Regions from separate parts of the Sus scrofa genome. Here region 2 is linked to region 1. The links are chromatin contacts, called in public HiChIP or PLAC-seq maps. All regions are on one chromosome and are shown on one strand. The core of a region is the stretch at or near the end of the contact, and the rest is flanking DNA. Distances in the headings are between cores, read along the strand shown. Region 1 overlaps CUX1 (protein CASP). Region 2 overlaps CUX1 (protein CASP).

Evidence for each region. HiChIP or PLAC-seq counts read pairs in DNA pulled down with a chosen protein or histone mark.
Region 2: an H3K27ac HiChIP or PLAC-seq map of alveolar macrophages shows a contact between it and region 1. The contact joins two enhancer-like sites. A contact is called at or near these places in 2 of 2 datasets of contacts at active chromatin or transcription factors (alveolar macrophages and skeletal muscle).

The regions. Positions count from the first base shown.
Region 1 is chr3:9,334,983-9,340,144 of Sscrofa11.1, forward strand. The region is part of intron 1 of CUX1 (protein CASP); the gene reads left to right. Among named protein-coding and RNA genes, the nearest start is that of CUX1, 20 kb to the left of the region's middle. Within about 2 kb of position 2,684, at least 3 of the 83 cell types and tissues checked have an H3K27ac peak or open chromatin away from gene starts, as enhancers often do. A contact at or near this core is called in alveolar macrophages, where this site is marked.
Region 2 is chr3:9,636,820-9,641,981 of Sscrofa11.1, forward strand. The region is part of intron 14 of CUX1 (protein CASP); the gene reads left to right. Among named protein-coding and RNA genes, the nearest start is that of SH2B2, 31 kb to the right of the region's middle. Within about 2 kb of position 2,107, at least 7 of the 83 cell types and tissues checked have an H3K27ac peak or open chromatin away from gene starts, as enhancers often do. A contact at or near this core is called in alveolar macrophages, where this site is marked.

The DNA of each region.
Region 1 (5,162 bases), core at 1,434-3,933:
TGACTGTGGTTTTACACGTTTCACTTTCTTTTCTTTCTTTCTTTTCTTTTTTTTTGTCTTTTTGCCATTTCTTGGACCACCCCCACGGCATATGGAGATTCCTAGGCTAGGGGTCCAGTCGGAGCTGTAGCCGATGGCCTACACCAGAGCCACAGCAACGCGGGATCCGAGCCGCGTCTGCAACCTACACCACAGCTCACGGCAATGCTGGATCCATAACCCACTGAGCAAGGGCGGGGATCGAACCTGCAACCTCATGGTTCCGAGTTGGATTCATTAACCACTGAGCCACGACGGGAACTCTATGTTTCACTTTCTGATTGGGCACATTTGCTCATTGCTTTTTCTCTTTCGAAATATGTCAGCTCCTCAAGGCCAGTTATTCTTTCATGCACATTTCCATCAAGTTGCCTTTAAATTCTGCTGGAGTTTTGTTGGATTTGGATTAAATATACAGATTAGGGAGTTCCCGTTGTGGTTCAGCGGTTTACGAACCTGACCAGTATCCATGAGGATGCAGGTTCGATCCCTGGCCTGGCTCAGTGGGTTGGCTAAGGACCCAGCGTTGCCGTGAGCTGTTGTGTAGGTCACAGACAAGGCTCAGATCCCAAGTGGCGGTGGCTGTGGCTGTGGCCAGCGGCTGCAGCTCTGATTTGACCCCTAGACTGGGAATTTCCATATGCTGTAGGTGCAGCCCTAAAAACAAACAAAAAAGTACACACGCACACATGCACACACATACACGACACGCACACACACACACAGATTAATTTGGGGGAGAATTAAGAACTTTTAAGTTGCCTCACCCGTGAATGAGTTTATTTCTCCGTATGCTTAGATCTTCCCCCAGAAAGGTGTTGTGCCTTCCTCATTAGGTTAATTCCTAGTTCTGTACGGTTTCTGTAGTATTGTGAACAGGGACTTTAAAAGAATTGTTTTTCTGATGACCGTGGTGTGGAGGAAAGCAGTTGTTTTTGTTTACTGCCTTCGAAACTGACCGGCTTGCCGAATCCCTCATTGGTTGTTCTAGTTCACTTGATTCTGTCGCATCTCTCTGGGGAGGATATCACATGCAAAAAAAGTGACACTTGTTTGTCCCTTTCCTTCCACTGCTTATACCCAAGGGACTTGTGTTGCCAACCAGAACCTCAGGCGCTCTCTGTTGCGAGTGGGGCTGGGACTCTGCCTCTCCTTTCCTGGTCTTAGAGGGAGGGCATGTGCCCAACGGCGACCTTTGGTAGAAGCTTTGATCAGGTTAAGGAACCACGTGACTCAAATCTGTTCAGGTCTGGGTGATTTTTATCCCCCGTCTATAAATGTGGTAAATTACAGTGAACGATGCTCTGATGTGGAAGCATCATTGCATTCTGCCGTCAGCTCTTCTTTGTCTTATATTTTACAATATTGGATTAGCCGTATCTGTGTAAGTAGATAAAATTAGCCTACAGTTTTCTCTCCTTTTTTGGGGGGCCGTGCCCACAGCATGCAGACCTTCCCAGGCCAGGGATTGAATTCGCACCACAGCAGTAACCAGAGCCACAGCAGTGACGATGCCGGATCCTTAACTGCGAGGCCACCAGGAAACTCCTAATTTTCTTATTTTTATCCAGTTAGAATTGAGGTTATACCAGTCTCATAAAATGGGTTAAAATTGTTTTGGAACCGTTTGTCTAAGATGAAGAATTATCTGTATCTTATTAAATTTAATAGGGCTCAACTGTGAAACAGTAGGGCCTGAGCCTGAGCGCAGGCTGGGAGGACTTTATTATTTCACTTTCGTTTGTATTAGTCTCTCTATGTTTTTCTGTTCATAAACTGATTTTGCCACTTTATGATTTTCTAGAAATTAGCCATTTCATCTAGGCTTTAAAATGTGTCCTTGTATGATTGTTCATAAAATCTCCATTGCTTTTGTAAATCTCTTTTTCACCTCTTGCTATTTCATTTTCATTCTGCAGTCTGTATTTCTGAATATCTTTAAGACTTTAATTTTCAGGCTCACAAAGAGTTTTGTCCGTCTTACTAATCTTCAAAAAAAAAAAATCCAACTTTTCCTCTTTTTAACCTCTTTTTTGTTTGTGTGACTAATTGTCTCCTCTTTATTTCACTCTTGTCTCTTTGAGGTCCCTCTGTTTTCCTGACTTCTTTTTTTGAAGGCGCAGCTTTTTAATTTGACTTCCTTCTTGTTTTCTGATAAATGTTGTCAAGGCCTTAACTTTTCTTCTAATTATTTTGTGGTGTTCTACTGATTTTGACATGTAATGCTTTCATTTTTATTCATTTTGTAATTTTGTATTTATTTTGTTATTTCCCTTGTAATTTACTTTTTAACCTGAGGGTTACTTGATAGCATATATCTATATCTATATGGACATTTTTCTTTAATAATTTTTCTCGTGCTGTTGATGTGTGTTTTTATTGCATGAGCAGAGAATATGCTTAACATGAGGTCAATTTCCTTAGAATACAGGCATTTACACTGAGTGGATTTTTGTGAATGTCCCATATGGACTCAAAAGTAATGTTTTTTTGTTTGGAAATAAATTTTTCTCTATAGTATTTTGAGCTTACTCATGTTAACTTAATTCTTCTGTATCCTTGTTGGTTTCTTGCCTATAGTTTTGACAGCTGTTCCATTGTATTACCGCAAGGCTGTATTGTTAGGTACACACATGACGGTGGTTTTCTATCTTCCCGATTGGGTGTTCCCTTGTCTGGAGCACGTGCCCGACTCTTTCTTCATCCTTTATGGTGTTTTTCCACCATAAATTCTGTTTGTTTTGATGTTACAATTATTCTCCCCCCGCCCCTTTTTTTCCCTTCATTTTCAGTTTCTGTTTGCCCAGTAAAACTTTTCCTCTTTGTTTCCAGGCTTTCTATATCCTTTTGCTTCACATGTGTCTGTTATAGATAGATGATGCAGGGTCTTGCTTTTTATTTTTATTTTTTATTTATTTTTTTTGTCTCTTTGTCTTTTTTAGGGCCACTCCCACAGCATATGGAGGTTCCCAGGCCTGGGGTCTAATCGGAGCTGTAGCCACCGTCCTACGCCAGAGCCACAGCAACGCGGGATCCGAGCCGCGTCTGCGACCTACACCACAGCTCACAGCAACACCGGATCCTTAACCCGCTGAGCAAGGCCAGGGATTGAACCCACCACCTCATGGTTCTTAGTTGGATTCGTTAACCACTGAGCCAAGACAGGAACTCCAGGATCTTGTTTTTTAAACCCAGGTTGAGAGTGTGTCTGATTAGTACATTTGATGGGTGAACATTTATGATACATATGATTATATTAGGACTTCTGCAATTTTATTTTATGCTTTCTTTTTTGGGGGGAGGGGTATCTTTTCTTGTAATGTCGTATTGGGTTGAATTTTCCTCTGCTGAATTTTAAAGTTGTGTGATCTGTTTTCTTCTTCTGACATTCAGAATCTGGAATATTCCCGAAATTAAGACCCGTCCATATGTTTACTTTTTCCCATCAGTTTCTAACGTCTGTCAGTCCCTCTGTCCCATTTCCCGTTTCACCAGCCGCTCTTGGCTCTGCGGGTTTGACTGCTCATTTTATGTTCTTGATCCTTAACTCCGCTCCTCTCTGCAGGTTGTTGGACTAGTCTGTCTGTCTCTTCTAGTGTTTACTCTCCTCCTGGCCATTTTCCCCTGTGACCTGTGGTCGCCTAGGCCCCAGGGTGTGAACTGATCCCTCGCCCCTGGGGAGACCAGTTAAAGTCACAGCTGGTGGGCGGAGTTTGGTGAGAGGCCTGTGCCCCAGGACAGAGGGCTTAGGCCAGGGTGCAGTAAGGCCCCTCAGGGAGCTCTTGGCATCACACCTGATCTCCTGGCTGCCTCCCTCTGGGGTTATTGCTCAGCCTTCTTTGCATTTCGGGATCCCCTGGGGGAGGGACCCCCCGCAGCGATTCCAATTCTGCTCGTCTGGAGTGGGCACTGGTATTTTTTATTTTGTGTGTGTGTGTGTGTGTGTGTGTGTTCATTTTATTGTAGTTGATTTACAATGTTCTGTCAATTTCTGCTGTGCAGTAAAGTGACCCTCACTGGTATTTTTAAAAGCAAGAGTCGGGGTACGGTACAGACTGGCTATGGATTGATCAGTGTTGAAGCTTGGAGGTGGGTGCTTAGGGGATCATTGTCCTGTCTGTTTATGTTTGAGGTACCGTCTGTGTCCAGCTCTAATTGTGAGCTGAGACCTACTGGCTCTGACCCTGGTGTGGGTGGGGTGGGCAGGGAGTAGAGGAGGCTGGCTAGACCTGGGGCTGCCGGAACGGTTAGAAATGGCCCCTGTGGCGATAGCACCTTTCTGCCGGAAGGCCTTGTTCCAGCCTAGATCCGGGTACTCCAGTGGTCCACGGACCAGCCACATCAGCATTATCTGGGAGCTTGTTAGAAACACACAACCTCAGGCCCCACCCCAGACTGAGCAAGAATCCACAATTTTCTGAGATCCCCAGGTGACTCACATGCATATTCAGGTTTGAGGTGCGCTGGTCTAGAGCTTTGTAAAGGGACGGTTGGTTTTATTTAATTCCCCTTTTAATGGAGGGACTCCTCCCTTCTCGTCCCGGTCGAGCTTTCCAGAACAGAGGTGGCAGGCCGTGGGCCAGGCTGCCAGGGACTGGTGCACGCAGTCTGCGTGTTTGGGCAAGGGAGGCCCCGGGGCCTCTCCCAGGCCGCCCTTGCTCCTTTTACGCACAGTTCTGATAGGATCAACGGTCCCCCTTTCAAGGTCCCAGGACGTTGACACAGCAGATTGGAACAAGACGCGGAAGTCCTAGTGGCGGGGCCAGTGGTCGGGTGGGAGCTGGAGACCAGAAGTCGGGCTGCAGGCTGGGCTGTTGGCCGAGGAGGCTGGTCCCCGCACGTCGAGGTCGTCCAGGAACGAGGGACTCGCCGCAGCTTGCAGCCCCATCCTTCACCGCGAGTCCCCTGAGCCACTGGGAGAGGACTTGATGCCCTTCTGATGACGGTGCCCGCCCCAGCCGCCGCTCGGGGACGTAGCATTGCCCCCAGTGCCGTAGCACCTGTCGAGCCCTGGACGGGGACAGACGCGGCGTTTTGAATGCACGCCTGGGGCCGGGTCCTCGGCGCGCCCGCCCTGCCGGCCCGCCTGGCTTGGATCTGGGCTCCTGCTGTCCAAGCGGCGT
Region 2 (5,162 bases), core at 857-3,356, 300 kb after region 1:
CTCCTTGTCCTTTAAGATTCAGTGTGAACGTCATGTCTCCTGGGACGCCTCCCCTGAGCCCTCCCCAGACCAAGCTGCGTCGCCCCCTCAGCACCCCCTCTGTGGCACCCTGAATTTGCCTCCCTGATCACGTTCTACTGGGGTCACCTCTCTAGCGGACTTCTGTGTCCCCACTGGACTGAGTCTTGCAGGGACAGATGAGACCTCATAGTACAGCAGAGCGGGTCCTTGATGAGTGTGTGCTGGGCTTCAGGTGGTTCTGGTTCGAGAGTCTGGAGTTGCTCTTGGAAGAGCAGGGCGGGACAGCCACAGTCTACACAGATGGCACAGAGCACGAGGGGAGTGTACCGCGTGGCAGGGGGGCTGGGGGCCTGGGCAGCTCTCCCTCGGGGCCTGCATCTCAGTCTGACCTCTCTCCCTCCCCCAGCCTACATGAAGCGGCGGCACAGCTCGGTCAGCGACAGCCAGCCCTGCGAGCCCCCCTCCGCTGGCATCGACTACAGCCAGGGCGCCAGCCCCCAGCCCCAGCACCAGCTGAAGAAACCCCGAGTCGTGCTGGCCCCTGAAGAGAAAGAAGCTCTGAAACGAGCCTATCAGCAAAAGCCATACCCGTCACCAAAAACCATCGAAGAACTCGCCACCCAGCTCAACTTGAAAACCAGCACCGTCATCAACTGGTTCCACAATTACAGGTACGGCTCTGCGCTCAGCGCAGCAAAATCCCAGCTCCCGGGGCGCGTGCCCGCAGCCCAGGGGAAAGGCCGACGCGCCCTGTAGAGCCTGGCTGCCCACCGCTTACAGGGCGACCGGCCAGGCACTTGGCCTGGGCATGCTGGGGACGGAGGACGTGGCGGTGGGTCAGGTAGTTGGCTTTTTACATGTTATCGGATGTAGACGTGCAGAGTCACGCAGTTAGAGTTGGCGCACATCTGCTGTGAGCACACAGAAAAGCGCCTCTCCACGATGCCATCGTGGTTCCATAGCTGGTGACCATGGATGTCGGCGTGATTTCTTTTTTTTTTTTTTTCTTTTTTTTTTTTTTGGGTGCTTTTCAGGATCTTTTACAGTATTGTTTTCCAAGTAGTCCGATTAGTCTCATACTTAAAGTAGTGCAGGCCCCTTTCTTTGGGGAAAGGTGTGAGTTAATGAAGCGTTGCTGAGCATCACCTTGGACTCTACAGCTCCGTGGTTTGTTTGTTTATTTATTTGTTTATTTTGCCTTTTCTAGGCCCGCACCTGCGGCATATGGAGGCTCCCAGGCGAGGGGTCGAATCGGAGCTGTAGCCCCCAGCCTACGCCACAGCCTCAGCAACGCAGGATCCAAGCCGCATCTGCCACCTACACCTCAGCTCACGGCAACACCGGATCCTTAACCCACTGAGCGAGGCTGGGGATCGAACCCGCCACCTCATGGTTCCTAGTCAGATTGGTTTCCGCTGCCCCACAATGGGAACTCTGTACAGCTCCGTGTTTTAACCGGACCCCCACAACCATCTAAGAGAGGCAGTTTTACCTGCATTTTACAGATGAAAAACATAAAGCCCAGAGGGGTTAAATAACTTACCATAAGCAGGGAAGGGCCTGGTGCTCTCATAGAACAAAGGACTGGGGTAAAATCTTTGGCTTGAATTGTGGAAAATGAATGAATTGCTGCTCGCCTGAGGGCCGAAGGGGGATCTGGAAACACGAGTGGCCCCAGCAGGGCCAGGGAAAATGGCTTTGGAGATGTTTTGTGTAACTGGCTGCACCTACACCCAGACACGCAGCAATCTGCAGCGTCCTGCGCCCCCGCCCAGAGTTACGATCCTTGCATTAAAATGGCCACGACTTGCAGAAGACTTGAAAGCGCACATTCAAATCACCTCTGTGTCTAGAAAGTGCCATCAAGATTGCAGAGCACCTGGCAAAGGAGCGGCTCTGGCGGACCTCTGCCCAAACTCCCCTCCACTCCCCCTGGCCACACTCGATCCTGCTCTTGAAGCCTCCTTCTGTGTAGAAGGAGCTCCATCATTGTAACTGCTGGCCTCGCGTTGCCTCTGTTCTTATCCGATGGGCTGATTCAGGATGAATAAGCTGGTTGTGCTCAGCTCATGTACTTCCTTTGTCTTCTCGGGAGCCCGCCCACGCGTGGGGAGGCCGGCCTCGGGCCAGTGCTGCCATGAGGGATAAAGCTGCCTGGGGCTGAGGCTCAGGCAGCAGGTCTCTGGCTCTCCCATGAAGCCAGATCAGCTAACGTCACCTTCATCAGCAAGGAACGTTTTCTTTTGCACCCCGTCTAATATTTAAGAATTTTCCACACAGCGGAAACGAATCCGACTAGGGACCGTAAGGTTGAGGGTTCGATCCCTGGTCTGGATCAGCGGGTTAAGGATCTGGCGTTGCCGTGAGCTGTGGAATAGGTCGCAGACGCGGCTTGAATCTGGTATGGCTGTGGCTATGGCATAAGCCAGCAGCCGTAGCTCCAATTTGACCCCTAGCCTGGGAAGGTCCTTATGTCTCGAGAGTGGCCCTAAGACACACACACAAAAAAAAACTTCCAGTGTGTTCAGAACCTGGGAGTTTATTGGGCCCCATCAGACGTTCCAGGGGAAGCTGGCAGATGGGGCAGTGCCCAGTGTGAGATGAAGCTCCTCCCTCAGCCCCTGTCTATGATCGTCTGTTGCTGCCACTTGTTTCAGCTGAGGAACCATGAGGGCTCCACCCACGCTGGCCTTACATGTATGCTTGTCACCCTGGCATAACCAGACGCAACTACGCCAGTCCTGTGGGGCCCCAGAGAAAATGATGTTCCCATGGGCCGTGATTGAGACAGCCACCTACACGGCATTCAACAGGCAGGAATTTCCATGGGGCCACTGGGTCTCCTTGGGTTCCGGCAGTGGGGAGTCCTGGTTATCGCGGTGATCTGTCACATGGTGGTCGGCTGGTCATCGTGGAGGTGGCTCACTCGAGCATTTAAGCAAATTCATCTCTAAAGAGGGAAGGGGGAGGAGTTCCCACTGTGGCACAGCAGGATCAGTGGCACCTCTGCAGTTCTGGGACTCGGGTTCCATCCCTGGCCTGGTACAGTGGGTTGAAGGATCTGATGTTGCCTCAGCTGTGGCTCAGATCAATCTGATCCCTGGCCCGGGAACTCTGTGTGCCACAGGGCAGCCAAAAAAGCAACAAAGAGAAGAGGGAGGCAGGAGAAACAGCAGTAGAACCTCAAATCTTAGTCAGGAGCTCAGCCCCAGACCTAGAGTAGACAGATGCTCAGCAAATGCTTTCTGTCAAACACAGCTCCACAAGAGAGCAGGCTGGCAAGTCAGGTGGGAGAGCCCAGGGCAGCTTAGTTTCACCTGCACAGATCTGGCTGCATATCCCAGAAGAGGCTGAGATGCACGGGGTCTGGAAAGAAGAACTGCACTGGAGGAGAATTTTATAAGCCAACAGAGAGGGATAAGAAGCGGCACCAGGAGTTTCAGTCGTGGCTCAGTGGTTAATGAACTCGACTAGTATCCATGAGGTCACAGGTTCGATTCCTGGCCTCGCTCAGTGGGTTAAGGATCCGGTGTTGCCATGAGCTGTGGTGTAGGTAGAAGACGCGGCTCAGATCTGGCATTGCTGTGGCTGTGGCATAGGTCGGCAGCCATAGCTCCGATCCAACCCCTATGCCGTGGGCGCAGCCCTAGAAAAGACAATAAGACAAAAGGACAAAAAAAAAACCCCAAACCAAAAAACCCGGAAGTCCCTTGCCTAAGGTCACCCCGAGGAAAGTGCAGAGCAGAGACTGCAGCTGAGCAGTGCTCTTCCCTGAAATGCTTAGTCCAGCCCAGCTCAGCTGGTACCTCCCCCAGAGCTTGACACAAGGCACCCGCTATACACTCATGGAATGTGTTTCATTCCTAAGCAAAAAGGCAGTTTCTTAGGTTCCTTCTGCAGGAGTTAAACAAAAGTTGATTTTATATTTTACTATATTTCTAGAACCCACAGGGTGTAATGCTTGGGGTCGATTTTTGCCCCACTCAAAAAAAAAAAGAAGTAATAAAACTGGGAGTTCCCGTTGTGGCACAACAGAAACGAATGTGACTAGCATCCATGAAGCTGAAGTTTTGATCCCTGACCTTGCTCAGTGGGTTAAGGATCTGGCGTTGCCATGAGCTCTGGTGTAGGTCATAGACTCAGCCTGGATCTGACGTTGCTGTGGCTGTGGTGTAGGCCGGCACCTGTAGCTCCAATTCGAGCCCCTAGCTCAGAAACCTCCATATGCCATGGGTTCAGCCCTTTTCAGCAAAAAAAATAATAATAAAACTGGAGTTCCTGGAGTTCCTGTCATGGCGCAGCAGAAACAAACCCGACTAGTATCCATGAGGATGCAGGTTCGATTCCTGGCCTTGCTCAGTGGGTTAAGGATCTGGCATTGCCATAAGCCGTCGTGTAGGTCACAGACGTGGCTTGGATCTGGCGTGGCTGTGGCTGTGGCTGTGGCATAGTCCGGCAGCTATAGCTCGGATTAGACCCCTAGCCTAGGAACTTCCACATGCTGTGTGTGCGGCCCTAAAACAACAAACCAAAAACAGAGAAAAACTGGAGTTCCTCTGTGGCACAGCAGGTTAAGTATCTGGCATTGTCACTACAGGGACCTGGGTCACTATTGTGGCACAGGTTCCATCCCTGGCCCAGGAACCTACACATGCTGTAGGCACAGTGAAAAAAAATTTTTTTTTAATTTTTTTAATGTTTTAATTAAAATAAATAAATACAACTTGAACTCCTCCTGTCCTTTCACCCTGAGGAAATTAGAGGTATTTTGGGGTGACCGTTTACCCAGAACCACATACCACAGGGGATTTCGGAGAACATCGAGAAAAACAGGTCCACCCAGTAGAAACTCTCCCAAGCCCTAAAAGCCATGGCGTTCTGGCAGCCTTGCATGACTTGTCTGAAAACCAGACTTGCTCCTGGGACCTGGTCTTTCTAGACCAGAAAATAATCTTCCTCATGGACGTGGAGACAAATCTAGGCCAAGAAGGATGACATCTCATATCTGCTGAGCCTATAACGTGCCAGGCCCTGAGCCAAGAGCTTCATAGACGTTATCTCATGACTCCCTCCGTCAGCGCCTGAGTGCAGTGCTGCCAGCCCCACTTGACCAACAAAGGTTAGACACCTCAGCCCAGCCG